Regions from separate parts of the Zea mays genome. Here region 2 is linked to region 1. A link is a contact called in public Hi-C data. All regions are on one chromosome and are shown on one strand. The core of a region is the stretch at or near the end of the contact, and the rest is flanking DNA. Distances in the headings are between cores, read along the strand shown. Region 1 has its middle 39 kb from the start of LOC111591043. Region 2 holds the start of LOC103646802 (WD40 repeat-containing protein HOS15).

Evidence for each region. Hi-C and Micro-C count contacts between places; a contact is called where the count stands out from the background.
Region 2: a contact with region 1 is called in a Hi-C map of ear, with 1.9 times the contacts expected there. The contact joins the promoter of LOC103646802 here to the enhancer-like site in region 1. A contact is called at or near these places in 2 of 25 Hi-C or Micro-C datasets (ear and endosperm).

The regions. Positions count from the first base shown.
Region 1 is chr2:107,332,119-107,335,269 of Zm-B73-REFERENCE-NAM-5.0, forward strand. No RefSeq gene overlaps it. Among protein-coding and RNA genes, the nearest start is that of LOC111591043, 39 kb to the left of the region's middle. Within about 2 kb of position 1,748, at least 16 of the 20 cell types and tissues checked have an H3K27ac peak or open chromatin away from gene starts, as enhancers often do. A contact at or near this core is called in ear, where this site is marked.
Region 2 is chr2:107,858,186-107,861,076 of Zm-B73-REFERENCE-NAM-5.0, forward strand. It overlaps LOC103646802 (WD40 repeat-containing protein HOS15), which reads left to right and starts at 1,307. Exons shown (of 14, transcript XM_008671459.4): 1 at 1,307-1,744. The coding sequence starts at 1,567.

The DNA of each region.
Region 1 (3,151 bases), core at 498-2,997:
CACAAGACATGTTCCCTTTGTCGCCTCGGGTTGATCAAACCCTTAAACACTACCAAGGTGAGTAGGCGAGGTTACATTGTGAGGCCTTTACAAAGTTCCACTAGAGGAGAGAACCGCTAAAGTTTCCGGGCCAAAAACGGTATAGGAATCCCTCGTCCAAAAAGCTAAACAGACAGTCCGACCCGAGAACCTCCCTACACCTGCATCCTCCACCTCGCTTGCCCCTTTTAGGAAAAGGTTAATACACACTAGCTTTCCTAATTAATTCGCCAAGTACGTCCCATTCCACCCTTGTGGTAGCACTGTTTTCTTGGGTGGTCACTCCATGTTCCAATTAAAATAATAATCAATACTCCATAGACAATAAATAGCATGATCATGAATAATATGTATCTTAACACACAAAACTACATAGAGCAATAGCAAATACTACCCCAAAAGTTCAGGTGTGAGCAAAGTGTAAAGTAGACCAAACTAGGGTGACCTATTGGGTCCCATCAAAATTAACCTGAGCATGTCATAGTAATTAATTGGAACATTATTAGGTAAAGAAGAGTGATCAAGGGCAACTTTCCTTCAACGAGCTCCTGCTCAATATTTTCCACCTGCTGAGTTCTGGGTTCCTCGGTCACTCGCTCGTCTACTCACAACAATAAAAACAAACATGATATAGGAAAAATTAACATCACACCAAACATGAGAACAAACTACGTAATAATGTTCTACACGTTGCTACGAGATCGTAGGTTCGAGAACCTATAAAATCAGAGTTACAGTTGTGAAGATATGATTTCCTGAAGTTTTGTGTGCTGGGACAATTTAAACATAGGCTAAACCAATTAAGTGCTCGATTTTGACAACATGTTACATACCAACATAAGGTTACTAGATTGTAGTTAATATTAATACGAACCTAATGCAACTGGTACGAGTCAAAAAGGAGATAAAATGAATTAATTATGAATTAAACAAGATTCTAGAATTATTTCTATACTAGAAACCATTTGCTATATTAATTTATTCGATTTATTTACTCTCTCGGGTGTGGGTAGTAATTCCAGGAAATTTTGGGTTCAAATCATAAATATCAGGACCTAGTTTTAATTATTTCCTAACTGATGTGGACGACGGGTTGATTCGCTAAAACCCGAGGGTGTCTTTAGAAAATAAACTCTGGGTTGTGTTACATGACAAAAGAGAGAGGAGAGGATGACAAATGTCTGGGACATCAACTTACTCGTGGACACGTAGTAGGGACACCTCTCCCCGACGAGCTTGCGACCGAGCGGTCGATCTCTACTCCGGCGAGCAATCAACGGGGATCCGACCAATCCCAACGCCCGGGAAGGTCACCAACGCGCGCGGGTGGCAATGCCATCCTCCCCAGACCAGAGCAGCGCATTGAGGCTTAGGTGGTGGCGCAAGCACGCGCTCGCCAGCGATAGAGTCTTCTCTATCTTTCCCTTCTTCTCTGTTGCCCTCTCTCAGTGGTGGCGTGATGTCGTCGAAGGATGCGTGGGTGATGGCGTCTGGCTCACGCCTTTATAGCCCTGTGAAGTCGGTCCCAGGCTACGAGCAACGGACTTCAGATTCCATGGAGCAAGGGATGGCGCGACGAGTTTGTTAAAGGAGAAGAACACGAGGAGGATGTTGCGCCTGACGGAGCGGTCCCACAGTTCAGTGGAATAGGCCGCGACCGGGGTGTGCACACGAGCGGGCAAGTTCGAGCATACGCTAGGGTAGTGGCTGTCAAGTGGGACCCATGGTCCAGTGATTCACGCGTGCGAGGAGTGAACAACAGATGTGTGCGCCGTGTGGGTTGCTTCGAAGGGAGACTGGGCCGAGAGAGGGGAAAACAGAGTGGGCCGCCGGGATAGGTTACGTCCCAAGCTTAGGCAACAAGTGAGTTTCTCCTTTCACTTTTATTTTTCTGGTTTCATTTTCTATTTCCTTTCAAATTACAAATTCAAATGTGGTTTTGGTTGGCAAATTCAAATATTAATGCAATAAACAAGAAAACCCAACATGAGATAAAAAGAGGATTTTATGTATTTATTTATGGTTCTATTCATTTAGATGAATGCTTCTAAATGTGAAATCAATTAAAGAAATATTCACTCAAATAAAAACAAATATATCTACCTTTGTTTTTTGGTCTTATTTTGTTGTTATACTCTTTTTTTTTCTAAATTCCAATTTCAATCAAACTTTAATATTACTATGTATTTATTTGAGGAACCCACTTCAAAAATAAGGAAATCCTAATAAAAGAACATTTTTAACTTTGATTGATTGGTGAGTATTACTAGACTACCAAAATGGTATTTTGGGTGTTACACATATGTTGAAATTAGAAGTGTAATATATGAAAAGAAAATGTTCAAATCATAATTTGTCTGTAATAGTAGCATAGTCAATCATAGCGAAAAAACGAAGGTGATCAAGTTCCTCATCATAGTCTTCATCCTCACCTTCTTCTGATCAAAATATTAGCAAGGGTGAGTACACTTATAGTTGTTACTTAGCAAGTGGGGTGAAGATGCATAACTATCAAGGATAGCTAGGGTTTGGATCATGTCGCTGGCGCGATCGAGAACTGGTGGGACACGTGTCTAGGACGTGGAGGACACGCATGCGGTGCGCTACTCACGGTGGTTTCAGTGGTTGAGCCTCAAAACCACCCAGCGCTACGGAGGGCTAGTTTCACCGAGTTTGGGCCTCAAAACTCGGTGGTGCGGTTCTGGTGGGAACCAGAGGCGGTTAGAGTACCTAGAGGGGGGGGGGGTGAATAGGTGATCCTGCAAAAATGCTTCAAACAACAAAACTTGGTCTATAAAAGGTGTTAGAATAAACTAAAACCAAGTTTGGATGAGAAGAGGAGAGAAAAATAGACTCTTCACTTGATTGCTCTCTTGAGATGTGTGTTAAACTAGGAGCAATATGTAAGTGAAGTTTAAGCACTAAGGAAGACAGAAATCACAGTAAAGTAAAGTGGACAAGAGACACGGTGATTTTTCCCGTGGTTCGGCCAAAGCCTACTCCACGTTGTGGTGACCTCCTTTGGTCAAGGGTTGAACTCAACCCCTCTCAAGTGACCCAAAGATTAAACTTGAGTGCCATGGTATTCTTCCTTATATCTTAACCAGTTTGT
Region 2 (2,891 bases), core at 57-2,556, 530 kb after region 1:
AGGGAGAACACTGCTAGCGCATAGTAGATCTCTGCAGAATTCATTGGATAAGCGCCCTATGTTGATGCAGTCTGTGGTTCCATTCCTGAACAGGTGAAGGGTCCAAACTGTAGGGTAATAATATGGCGAGCTTGGCTACAGAGTAACAGGGCAATTTGGTCAAATCAACAGACGAGTCCACTCGTTAAATTCACTCTAACGGGGTCAGACAAATCGGACAACCATCCAGACTTTTGTCGGGTCTTTAAGGATACGTTTTGTTGCAATGATAAGATAGAACGAGATGCGACGATCCATCAAATAAGGTTGTTTGGTTCAGAATTAAGGATTGAGATATAACTATTTCAGTGTTGTCACCAGTTGTCCCTCAGAATTGAAGGGACAAGAGAGGACGCCAGGAGACGTCCCTGTCCTGGCTGTCCCGCAACCAAATACACCATAATTTGCCTGCGCATACATATAACATATATTTTCAATAGCACATACAAAAAGATAATCCAATAAGTAAATGGTGGAGTCAAGTACTCAGACACAAATGAAGAAATGAGTGTCACGTTATAGTAGGTTGGGCTGGGTCAACCAAGTCCATCGTGCTTCGTGTCAAACGAGTTTGGGTCATGAAAGCACAAAAAACTTTTGAGCCGTGTCAGCCCAAAGTTTAAAAACAATGGTCCAGTCTAGCCCTAAACCACGTCGTGCCTTTGTTGGGCCGTGCCGGCCCAAGCCTGGCCTATATATTTGACCAGATAAAATCAAAATATTATAACCACATAAAGTCCATAGCTTAATAAATTAAAAATATTAAACAATCCTATCATCATTTCACCACATAAACTCTAAATATCACAACAATATTAAGTCGGTAGCTTATTCAATTAAAGCAATTAAACAATTTGGGCTACATTGGGTCGTGCCGGCCCAAGTCCGACCCATCTGTGCGGGCAGTGCTTGAGGCCCGACGAGCCGAAATTTGAGGCCGGGCTCAGGTCTGTCTTCGGGTCGTGCTAGTTCGACCCATATTATTTCGTCCCGGATCGTGGTTTGTGATTCTGTTTTCGTGTCGTGATCGTGTTGGTTTAAAAAGTCCGGTCCATATTCCCAGTACTAGGTTATAGTGCAAGCTTTAGGGTGTGTTTAGTTTGACTTTTGACTTTGGATTTTAGGCCCTAAAAGCCAAAAGTAAAACCAAAGGGCTAGATTCAGAAAGTAGCTTTTTCTAAAAGCCGACTTTCTCACAGTGCAAAATTTAAAGCACCTCTAGATCTGCTTTTAGTGACTTTTGGATGGAACTGTGAAAACATATATCGAAGAACTTTTAACGGCCTTTATTGATTTCCGTCAAACGGTTTTAGTCTTTTAACAACTCACGGTACACAACAGTTTTTTTACAGCTCACAACCCACAACAGTTTTTTCACAGCCACGACCCAACTAAATAGACCCTTACTCACCATTTGCCTGCTCCAGTCTTAGCCGTCCAAAAAGTATCAGATGAGGTGTTTTAGCACAGAAGTGGAGCGACCTAGTTTTACAAACGCAACAACACGACTCACTTTAGAGAGCGGTAATGTTGAGGGAGACAAATCTCTCTCCACCATCGCACCGCGCCGTCCTCGCCCTCGCCGCTGCGCCCCTCCCGCGTCTTCCGCCTGCTCCGGCGGCGCTCTCGCCTGCGCCGCCTGCTATGGGGCTGCTCACGTCGGCGGAGCTCAACTACCTCGTCTTCCGCTACCTCCAGGAGTCAGGTACGCGCGCCATTCCATCCCCTCGCTTCCGCCTCGCATCTTGCCCGCTTGTGCCGAGAGAACTTTGAACTTTCCTCATTTTTGTTGGGATTAGGGTTTAGGAGCTTCGCTGCTTTGGGATGGGCGAGTTCCTCGGCTGGATTGTGCGCTGCTCTAGGTATAGATGTCCAAACATTCGGGCTGGGCTGGCCCGGACAGGACATGGACCAGACCCGGCACAGCTTAAGTGCCCCGCCGGGTTGGCCCGTGGGCTACCTGGGGCGACCCAGGCCCAACACGACTGTTCTTACACGGGCTGGGCCGGAGGCACGATGGGTCAATAGTGCCGTGTCCGGGCCTGGGCCAATAAACAAAAAACACTCATACTAACACAGAATCAACATACTTACACATATTCAACATATTTGTCACAGATTGAATAGAGAGGGAAGAGATTCAACATACTAACACATATTCAACACAGATTCAACACAGATTTCATTCAAACTGGAGCCTCAGTGCAATGCTGCCTCGTTAAAAACCTTATTAGATAAAAACTCACACCTCATGAGAAAAACTAGGAAGGAAAAGAGTATCTCCAGCTCCTTTAGAGTTCAAGTCAAAGTGTCCATTACACTACTACATAATAACAGTCCATTACAGAAAGCATGAACTCAAGTCCATTACAGAATACATGCACGCCTTAGCACCAAATCCACCGACGAGGCTACAAGACAGACGACGACGAGGAAACGAGAGGAGACATGAACACCAGATCGACCAGTTCGAGGATTAGGGTTTCACAGACAACACGAGATAGGGTCGTGGCTTGTTGGAGGGGACATGGGAGGAGGTGGAGTGTCGGATTCGTCGACGGCCGGCACGGGCTCGCCGGCGTATGCCTCGGGGGGGGGGGGGGGAGAGCACCGGAGCGGACGATGTGAGAGCAGCCGTGCCGAGAGCACCATATCTAGAGAGACGAGAGAGTGGACGGGAGCCAGATCCGTCGACGGCCGGCACTGGCTCGCCAGCGTATGCCTCGGAGGGGGGGGGGGAGAGCACTGGAGCGGACGAGGTGAGAGCCGCCGCGCGGAGAGCACCAGATCCAGAGAGACGAGAGAGGGGACGGGGGCTGAGGGGATTAGGTTTGGGCGTGGGGGGTGGCGGC